2 separate regions of the Mus musculus genome follow, and region 2 is linked to region 1. Evidence: chromatin contacts called from public promoter capture Hi-C data. All regions are on one chromosome and are shown on one strand. The core of a region is the stretch at or near the end of the contact, and the rest is flanking DNA. Distances in the headings are between cores, read along the strand shown.

Evidence for each region. Capture Hi-C pulls out chosen DNA fragments and counts their contacts.
Region 2: a promoter capture Hi-C map of adipose tissue shows a contact between it and region 1. The contact joins two enhancer-like sites. A contact is called at or near these places in 4 of 115 datasets of contacts at active chromatin or transcription factors (embryonic stem cells and microglia) and 3 of 9 other capture datasets (adipose tissue, liver and pancreatic islet).

The regions. Positions count from the first base shown.
Region 1 is chr9:40,650,025-40,655,401 of GRCm38.p6, forward strand. No RefSeq gene overlaps it. Among named protein-coding and RNA genes, the nearest start is that of Gm39319, 14 kb to the right of the region's middle. Within about 2 kb of position 1,742, at least 25 of the 459 cell types and tissues checked have an H3K27ac peak or open chromatin away from gene starts, as enhancers often do. A contact at or near this core is called in adipose tissue and microglia, where this site is marked.
Region 2 is chr9:40,780,498-40,785,549 of GRCm38.p6, forward strand. It overlaps Clmp (CXADR-like membrane protein), which reads left to right. Exons shown (of 7, transcript NM_133733.5): 6 at 616-757; 7 at 1,810-4,822. The coding sequence ends at 2,113. Among named protein-coding and RNA genes, the nearest start is that of Hspa8, 18 kb to the right of the region's middle. Within about 2 kb of position 1,409, at least 163 of the 459 cell types and tissues checked have an H3K27ac peak or open chromatin away from gene starts, as enhancers often do. A contact at or near this core is called in adipose tissue and microglia, where this site is marked.

The sequences.
Region 1 (5,377 bases), core at 492-2,991:
TCTTTCTTTTTTTTCAGTTTTGCAGTTTTTCAGCCTGGTGTATGCAAGGGTTTCCTAATTAATGCCTTGTTGGGAGTTTCCCACAGCATCTTGGCGGAAGACTGCTCTCTGCAGTCTCCTACCCACCACCGAGTCTTTCTCTGCAGTCACCTCATTACACAGTGGAAACTAGCCCCACACAAGTCAGCATCGCGCTGCACAGCCAAGGTCTGCAGCAACTTGGCCCCAGTGTTGCAATTGGAGACAATGTTCCAGGTGTGGAAAGAGAAAAGATATATTTGGATAGGGAAGCATTTGTCCCCACTGACAGCATCGCTCCAGTGCCTGGTCCTGTCATCAGACGACAGAAACATTCTTTCTGAGCTACAGTGAATTCTGAGCCTCGGGGTTTTCCTCTGTCTATGCTCATGGTGGTGGTGGGTATGTCTCGGGCAAAGGAGGCTGATATCACTTACCTTTCAAGAATAATAAACCTTAGGTATAAGTGGTTTACACTTAATGAATGATAATAACTTATTTTGAAAATTTTAATATATGTAACTTAGAATATATTTTACTATGTGTATATATTTACACGTGTAGACACCTATGCCCAGCCCAATAGATTAAAAGTGTGTGTGTGCTTGACAATGTCCTAATGCACAATTCCTAAGGAGACCAATGCCATGAGATAGACAAGATGCTCTCCCTAAGCCACACAGCAAACTGAAAGGATCCATTCCCTTCCCTTATCCCTGACTCTTTTCAACATAGAACAACACAGAACATATCCAAGTTCTCTGCAAAGCTATGTGGAGACTCATAGATGAAATCAGGAGATAGTGGGTAGGGTTCTGTGACAGAGATGGTAGGGATGAAGCAGTCAACTCTCTTTTGAGAACCATTTTGTCACCTAAGTCTGTCTAGGGCTTCTGTCCTTTCTCCAGGTGTGCCCCAGACACACCCGCCACCTCTGTGATGGCCTTTCAGGTGCATTTCTCCCCTCCCTTCTGGACTTCTTCGAATATTTTAAAAACCTTCAAAGTTGGGATTCTTTATTTGCATTCAAGATTTTAAGTAAAGTCTCTGAGGAGGCTTCCTCAAGACCAAGGTGTGTATCTTTTAATTCTTTGTCTCTCCATCACCCAGGGTTTTGTGAGCTCCTGTGACATATTCATAGTGAATAGACAGACTTTCAGAGTCAGGTCTAAGGATCGAGTCCAGCTATCCAGTCACACTGGGCTTAGCTGTAGTCAGATCTGGCGATGAGGGGTGGAGGAGAGAAGGTGACATGGGTCCTTAGTGGGTCAGGAGTAAATAGGTCATACCATACCCAGTCTAAGAGAACAGCCCCTAACCTCCACGGAGCTGCAAGTGTGTCCACAAGGTCCCTATCCTTGGGCTAGCAATTCTGCTGAGCAGACAGCTGCTCCAGCTGGCTTCCTTCCTCCTTTCTTCACATGCTAAGATTTGGGTCAAGAAGAGTAAAAACAGTAAGGCACGGCTTGGATGCCTCAGAGTAGGCAAATAAATCCAGTAGAAGAAAAATAAAAGAAAAACAAAAAGGGAGAACCAAGCCAGAAATCTTTGGTTAGAAGACTAGGTTTGGTAAGAGTAGCAACCAAGACCTCTATGGGATGACCTTGTCCGAGAATCCTGTGACCCAGGAAGCTGTAAGCAGCCTGACTGAAGTATTAAGCAATTAGATTATCAGACTAGGGAAATGTTGGGTCCCAAAGAAATGGGAATTCCCCTACAAATACCATGCTGGCAGAAGGGAAGGACCCCAAACAGAAGGAGAAGTTGTCTTCTGGAAAGTGTTCATACAGTTGTAATAACTAATTTGACCACCTCACAAGATGAGACTGAAGCCCAGACTACGATGAGCCAGTGGGGGCCACGATCACGCCTTGGCAGGGATGGCTTGGATGTGCACAGTCTTGGCTTCAGGATTTAGGAGTTCACTGGATCTCTGTTTCTCTTCCCAATCTGGTCGCATTAAATAAATTGCCTTTTAGACCCGGGCGTGGTGGTGCACGCCTTTAATCCCAGCACGTGGGAGGCAGAGGCAGGCGGATTTCTGAGCTCGAGGCCAACCTGGTCTACAGAGTGAGTTCCAGGATAGCCAGGGCTACACAGAGAAACCCTGTCTCGAAAAACCAATAAATAAATAAATAAATAAATAAATAAATAAATAAATAAATAAATAAATAAATTGCCTTTTCCTGCTTTCCACTTTTGTTTGTTTGGTTGGTTGGTTGGTTTGGTTTGGTTTGGTTTGGTTTGGTTTGGTTTGGTTTGGTTTAGAGACCGGATTTCTCTATAGTCCTGTCTGTTGTGGATCTCGCTCTGTAGACCAAGCTGGCCTCGAACTCAGAGGTCTGCCTGTCTCTGCCTCCCAAGTGCCGGGATTAAAGGCATGGCCACCACTACTCAGCTTCTGCTTCCCACTTTTAATTTGGCTTGTTGAAATTGCCTCAACAATAATGAGGTTGTGTGGGGAATTGCAGGCTGGTCTCCAGTCGAGCTGAGGTCTGAACCCCGATGGTCATAATTCACCTTCATGACACGGTAGGCGTTCCCTCATGCTCCTGGAACTCTGGCCCCTGCCTAAGGTACCACCTCTCACAGCCCCCACAAGAGAAGCATGGTCAGTAGTCACATAAGCAATGGCCCAAGCTTCTGACCTTCAGGCTACATGCCTCCCCAGTTACCAAGCAACAGTGAAGACCATAAAAGGGGTGCTCAGCCCCCACCTTGCTCTCTTATTCTCACTCCTTTGTCCTCTCACCTCTGCTTCTTCAAGTTCCACTGCCCACTCTGATCAGTGTTGGGAACTTCTGCCCCTATTCCCTCTCTCCTGCAACCCTGGGGCTTTAGCAAGGTACCTGGGGTTGGGGGGGAGGGGTGTCCCTGGTCGGGACTGCCCCTTTCTCCACCCCCTGCCACGTGGGCCAGGCATGCTCACGGGGCCAAGTGGAAAAGCGCCTGCAGTCTCCCCGCCTGCCCAGAGCACAGGAACTCTGGCCGGACGTGGCATATTTCTCCTTCCCTTTCTCCCCCAGCGTCCCCCCCCTCCCCCGCCTGCCCTTTATTTTGTTCCCAACAAGGTTGGGTGTCTGGACTTGACTTGGGCCACAATGGCCATCAAGTTTGATAACAAAACCAAGAGGATGTAACGAGGTAGTAGCTGAAGCAAGCCAAGTCATCGACTTAAGAAATGTGTGCCTGATCTTTTGAACTTGAAGGTCAGAACAGGTGACAGAGACCTTTCCACTGAACTTTACCCCTGATATCACCACGTGCACTTCATGTCTGAAGCAGTTTTGAGGAAAGGCAAGACAGTGGAATCCCGCTTGCATGTCGTCAGACTGATACTCAGCAGGGAAGTAGACAGAGCAGAAACACTTTCCAAAAGCCCACCTCCCTTCTGGGTGAGAAAGAGTCAGAGGCCCAAATTAAAGTGTTACCTTGTTTGCGAAGAAGTGTGGAGAAGTGCTGGGCCCTCTCCTAGCAATCGCAGTGAGCGGATGTATTTTCGTTTTGAGGTGTTAAACATCGCCAGAGAGAAACCGTTCTGTGGACATTCAGGTCAAATGCTACTATTTCGTTTTAACTCTTTAAAATTCTAGCCTAACAAAGACTCGTTCCATTTCCAGAACCACATAAAACCGGGTGTTACAGAAATGGAGCCAGGAGCTGAGAAGCCCAAGGCCAATTTGTGGCCAGTCTGGCCTATAAGAGTTTGTGAATGAGTAAGTGAGTGAGTGAGTGAGTGAGTGAATGAATGAATGAATGAATGAACGGTGAATGAGTGGATGGATGGATGGATGGATCAGGATTTTAGCCCAATTCATATGATGCTAAGCTGCAGCCCTAAAACTGACATAAACCTTCTCTAGACAGTTCATGCTGTTCTCTCAGAGGCTGTGTGCACAGAGATGAGACATCTAGCTAATACAGGCCTGGAGTTTCTGACAGTTGATGCTGGATACAATAGAAAGAGCTGATCTTATTCATCTTTGCCTGGTGGAATAAATAAATTTTAATGTATGGGGGGGCTGCCTAGTTAATTGGTTACAAAGGGTTTGTTGTTGTTGGTTTTTTTTTTTTTTGGTTTTGGTTTTTTGGGTTTTTTCGAGTCAGGGTTTCTCTGTATATCCCTGGCTGTCCTGGAACTCACTTTGTAGACCAGGCTGGCCCCGGACTCAGAAATCCGCCTGCCTCTGCCTCCCAAGTGCTGGGATTAAAGGCGTGCGCAACCACGCCCGGCTGGGTTTTTTTGTTTGTTTGTTTGTTTTGGTTTTGTTTTTCCTATCACATTGGTCCCATTGTATGTAACACAGAGGTGGGCAAGGAATGCCTGGCTCTTTAGAAGGTTAAAGCTAGCACAAGATTAACCTCAGGACCTGGAACATTCTAACCTCCCCACCCCCACCTCACTCATTGCAGTTTTAATCAATCAATTTTTATAGACAGCTTCTTTCCAGGGACTCTAGATCTCATCAGGGATGTGTGTGTGTGTGTGTGTGTGTGTGTGTGTGTGTGTGTGTGTGTGTGTTTCTCTCTCTCTCTCTCTCTCTCTCTCTCTCTGATATAATCAGCAATGTATTTGATTTATGACTTTCTTTGTTCAGCAAAACCATAAACCTTCATTGTTCCTGGTCCACAGCCACTCAATAATGGCTCCAGAATAAACTCTCTTATTCCATTTCAGGAGAGAAAAGTAGGGCTGTTGTTGTTGTTGCTGCTGCTGCTGCTGCTGTTTGTTTTGCATGACACTGTAAAAAATCCTGGCTAGTTTGATTGGCACCTCAGGCCTGGAATCTCAGGCCCTTAGGAAGCTGAAGGGGCAGGCAACATGGTCAAGGTTCAAGTCCTGTCCAGGCTGGTGTGAGTTAAAGGTTGCTCTGAGTGATTTAATGACACTCTTCTTCAAAAAGGAAAAGAAAAAGACTTTAAGAAAGCAATTATGAGGGCTCACTGACAGTGTGCTCACCTACTACGCAGGAGTCCCTGGGCTCAACCAACGTCTCAGTGTGTCATTTTCATGGAGCTTCAGAAATGCTGTTGCCAAAGCCTCTTCCTTCGTCCATTTTTGTTGTTGTTGTTCTTGGAAGTTTTTTTTTGTTTTGTTTTGTTTTGTTTTTTCAGCCTTTCCTCACATTTGGGCTGCAAGCCTATTAGTCAAAGATGACCTTCCTTGCTTGGTCACTCCTAAGAGAATTTTTTTTTCCAGATTTTAAAAGAAAGACGAAATAGATCCCTTCTGATTCCTGACAGAGTGGGTCTCAGTGCTTTTTAAAAACATTAACCCTGCCTTTATACGTCAACTTTCAAATAAGCGCCCTCGCTCCCTCACATTAAACATGATCTATTCCACCAGGCAAACAAAGAG
Region 2 (5,052 bases), core at 159-2,658, 130 kb after region 1:
TACACTTTTGCCCTCACATGTCCACTGTCTGAAATTATTTGCATCTATTCTTTATTGCTTTTCCCTTTTGTGGAGTGCAAACTCAAAAAACAGAGAAACTCTTATTGATCTTTACAAGACTGCTGGCTTAAATGGGCACTTAACAAATATTTAGCATGTGTCATAGCCAAATGAGAGCATATATGTTACTAAATAAAATTTTACCTTGAGCTCAGAGTTTGAGAGTCACCGGCAGTCACACACAGAATTATATGCTGTGGGCTATATTCTATTTTATTTTACTGGTAGAGAGGGGCAGTTAGATAAAGAGGGGCAGAGCTAGAAGACTGCCCAGAAGGATTCTATGAAGGTTGAATTTTTCTTTACACGACACAATAACTTTCCCAGCCTGTTTTATCATGTGAACAGAGACAGACGTAGTCACTAAAATCTAAGCAAACCAGTAAAGTGGTGCAGTAACTTCAGCTTGCAAGAATATGGAAAGGCACAGTCACAGCATGCGAGGGTTGCTGGGTGTGGTCTGGAAGCCACCCTGTCCGGGCTTCTGTCCTGGGTATGCAGGAATCTCCGAGCTTATGTTTGACGGTACTTCTGTCTGTGCTTCCGAGGAAACAGATGTGCAGAGCATTGGCATGGTGGCAGGAGCAGTGACAGGCATAGTGGCAGGAGCCCTGCTCATTTTCCTCCTGATATGGCTGCTAATACGAAGGAAAAGCAAAGACAGATACGAGGAAGAAGACAGACCTAATGAAATCCGGTAAGCTTCCCTATTTGTGCAAACTCCCTTTACAGGCCAATTCCATAGTAACCAGTCAATATCATTCCGTAGGTCCCCTGCATTATTAATCTCTTCAAAGGGTTATCCTAGCAAGTAGGAAATTACAGTCTGGGGACAGGAGATGTGATTCACTTATTGTGAAACTATCTTTGTCCTGGCTTGCTTTTTGTTGCTATGGCAAACAACATGACCAAAAGCAGCCTGGAAAGAAAAGGGTTTCTTTCCCCCTACAGCTTACAGTCCGTTACCAAGGGAAGGCAGGAAAGGAAAAGAATTCAAGGCAGGAAAGGAATTCAAGGCAGGAAAGGAATTCAAGGCAGGAAAGGAATTCAAGGCAGGAAAGGAATTCAAGGCAGGAAGCTGGGGGTGCCAACTGAAGCAGAGGCCATGGAGGGGTGCTGCTTACTGGTTTGCTCCTCACAGCTTGCTCAGCCTGCTTTCTAATAGAACCCAGCATCGCCTTCCCAGGAGTGGCACCACCCACAATGAGCAGTACTCTCAGACAGCCATCATTAGTCCAGAAAAAAAAGCACCACAGGCTTGCCAACCAGCCATTCTGATGGAGACATTTCTTCAGCTGAGGCTCCCTCTCCCCGATGACTCTAGCTTGTGTCATGCTAACAACCAACCAGCTTAAGTCTCAGCTTTACCTCTGATTCACTTCCACTTAGCAAGGGTAGATGATAAAAAGGGTATAACCCACAGGACATGAAAGGGTTTAAGTACGCAAACCCCCAAATCAAAGCAATTCTATCAAAGCAATCAAAGTCTCCTGTTGAGCTGTATCCTGGTGCAACTGGCTCAACCTCTCTGGCAGTCACTCAACAAACATTTTCCTAAACTGAGCATTAAGTCTTAGGAAACCAGAAACTGCTCAGTTCCTTAACTGACTGCCTTGGAGGTTTATGGCTTGAGGAGTTTATTGGAAAAAAAAAAAAAAATCTCAGGAGGAAGTAACTTTAACGAGCGTCAACCCAGCCCCGGCAGTACTAAAGTTTATCTTTGCTATCTGTTCACTTTTCCGCTTTCAGAGAAGACGCCGAAGCGCCCCGAGCCCGCCTTGTGAAGCCTAGCTCCTCTTCCTCAGGCTCCCGGAGCTCACGCTCTGGCTCCTCCTCCACCCGCTCCACCGGGAACAGTGCCTCCAGAAGCCAGCGGACGCTGTCGAGTGAAGCAGCGCCGCAGCAGCCCGGGCTAGCCCCGCAGGCATACAGCCTCATAGGACCGGAAGTGAGAGGTTCTGAACCAAAGAAAGTCCACCATACGACCCTGACCAAAGCAGAAACCACACTCAGCACAACGCCCAGCCAGAGCAAAGCCTTCCAAACTGTCTGACTTAGAGTGGACTTGACTTGCGCTTGCCCCAAAGTCAGGATCTTAGCCTAGTCACTGGAGCTCGTCCACCAGCCACGCAAGCCCCTCAGCCAGATACGATCTCACTTAAGTAGCTGCAGAAATGGCACGGACCAGTTCTGATGAGTACCCTCCTTATATAGGATACCAAACAAACACAAGGACGGAGGCTGACCATCTATCTCTAAAGGCACCTCACTGTGCCTTCAGACAGAGTGGAGGGGAGGAGGGGCCCAAGCTTATTTGGTGAAAATAAAGGGAAAGGTGAGGCTGCACACACCTGAAACATCTTACCTAGGATGTTGCAAGTCACCACAGTCAAGAAGAAGCGGGAATCTCGTAGATCAATTTTCTATTCATTTCTGCAAATTTATTGGATTAGTGTGATTATTCAGATAGTCAAAACAGAAGCCCACGCCTTATAATATACCTATCTGCAACATGTACTGGGAGAACTGCGTTTAAGAAATTCACATTAAAAAAAAAAAAAAAAGAAGGAAACACATTTTTTTTCTACTTTGACTTGACTTCTTGTGTCATAAGGTTTGAACGTTGGTTGGGGAGGATTTGCAATGTGGGAGACAGAGAAAAGGGACTTTTCTCTTACCTCATCAACAGCCAATCTTCCTATTTCCGTCGAACCCTAAAATAATAACTAAGGAGGGAGTCCAACCAAGATGGGACATGATTCTCTGAAGAGCTTTCCTTTTTGATATTCAGAGGCTTGACAACAGATATCAAGACGATTATCCCGGGGCAGTTGTGGCTCTTTATTCCAATTTGACTGACTCCCCTAAAGACTTCTCTGCTGGATGTTTCTAGGAGAAACAAATACTCACTACATGTCACTTAATGAATGTCCTTAGGGACAGTCCTCTAGAGAAAGTCTCTCAGGGATGTTGAAAGATCCCCTTGCATACCACTTCCTGCTCCTCTTTCTGGGAACAAGAGCAACCAGAATTTCAAGACTGCTTGGAATAGAGAGGGAGAGTAGACCTTTCTCTCAGTAGGTCAAAGGACATTTGATACTGGCCCAAAACTTGGCGATTCTTTCATTCTAGAAGGATGCAAATGTGGGACTTTTGATGATTCTAGGCCTTAAATTTTCAGCAATCATTTCCTAAAGGCACTGAAACCCAAACCCCTCCCATGGCCCTCTCCCCGCTGAGAGGTTGAACGGTATCCTCGCTGTCTTTCTTCTCAGCGGTAGACTCCAAGAGACTTGGAAGGAGTAAACTGCCATTAGGGAGTAGGTGGTGAGCAAAACAAGGGGTGGTGGGCGGTGGGAGTGGGTTCAGCTCAAGGCTGTTAACATTTTTGGCGTTGGCGCTTGGGAAGGAATTAGCAGAAAGGATTCACTACCAGCAAAAGTATCAAACAACTCACACAAGGAGAAGAAAGGTGTCTGAGAAATGTTTAAAAAAAAAAAAAAAAAAAAAGGCAGCCTTTCCAGGACAAGTAACTTGCCTTTTAGAAGGTTTTGAAGATTAGGGCACTTAAGGCACAGCTGCTAAACCTGAATGAGCCCTTCAAAGAACAAAGCAAAGTCAGCTGGTCGTGGTGGGTGGAGCGGAGCATTTCCTATTGTTGACCAGGGCAAAGGCTAGAGAAAAGCGGAAGTGCTGTGGCTGCTGAGATGAAGTGTTCTCTGGAGCAGGACTCGGATGCTTCCAGGAAAAGGTTGAGGCTCACCACTGCCCTGTGTCTCTGGCTTCTTATTCCTACGTTTAATTGGCATAAGAGCATCCTCACAGGATGTACACACATTTCCTTCTAAAGTGCCTGGGAAATGATGCTTGCGTTAAGTTGTTTGGGGTTCGTTTGGGTGGGCTTTGTGCATGCTAAAGTGACCGTCCTAACCTGAGTTTTGTCTTCCTTTTAAAGAGGTAGAAATAAGAGACATTGAGGAAACAACACAGGTGCCTGTCCATTTGAGAGAACCGGCATATTTGAATGCTTCTTATACTAACTCTTATCTCATTGTAAGATTTTTATTTTAAGCCCCTTACTCTGATTACACTTTATCCTTCTTGGAGGATGGTATCCAAGCAACATGTCTCTCCTGCTATATAATTCTGAGCGTTCTCATTCCTGGAGTCCCTGAGCCATGCAAGCTTACCATGAAGGCTGCAGCTGCGCTGTCAGGAGCAATTTTCTCACTGTTCCCTGCCTTTGAGCATCGGATTTCCTGCCTGTGCTTTGCAAGCAGGGATCAGTCCCCTTTGTCTGAAAAGGAAATTCCAATTCTTTAAACGTGTTGTTAGAAACCAATACCACTGAATATCCAAATTACTTTGGAAACTCTTTCCAATGGAAAACTGCATTAAAACACGCCAAACATTATACTGGGAGCTGAGAAATTCTGAGAGATAAGGCACTGAAGTCTTAGTAACGACAGAGCCTCAGCATCAGCCATTCGCGGTTAAATAAGACAGAGAATGAGCTGAAGATGGAGCAAAAGCCATGACTGGCTCCAAACCTTATTCCATTGACTTTGCAAACCAAGCCAGCTGAGTCTTTAATGTGAAACAAATAGAAAAGGAAAAAACAAAAACAAGCAAACAAACAAAAAACTGATGGGCAAAAGCAAAAAAAAAAAAAGTAATAATAAATGTTTGTAAGAAAATGCAGGAGGAGGAATGTGTATGTTTAAAGAATAACCGTTTCAATAAAATATATAAGCCAAACTGACATTTGTAAAATAGTAAGATTAATGTTTTTGTTGTCATCTTGTACACAAAGCATTTCAGAATTGCTGTTCCAAAAGGTATTTATGGTATGTTTCGTTTCTGGTACTATGCTGTTTGTGTGTCAGTCTGCTGTGTTGCCTTGTAAACCGGGTGGTACTTGTCACAAAAGCAGTTATTGATTGTAAGTCCATTTGTAACAGCAATGAGAAAATAAATAAGGGACGGTGGCAC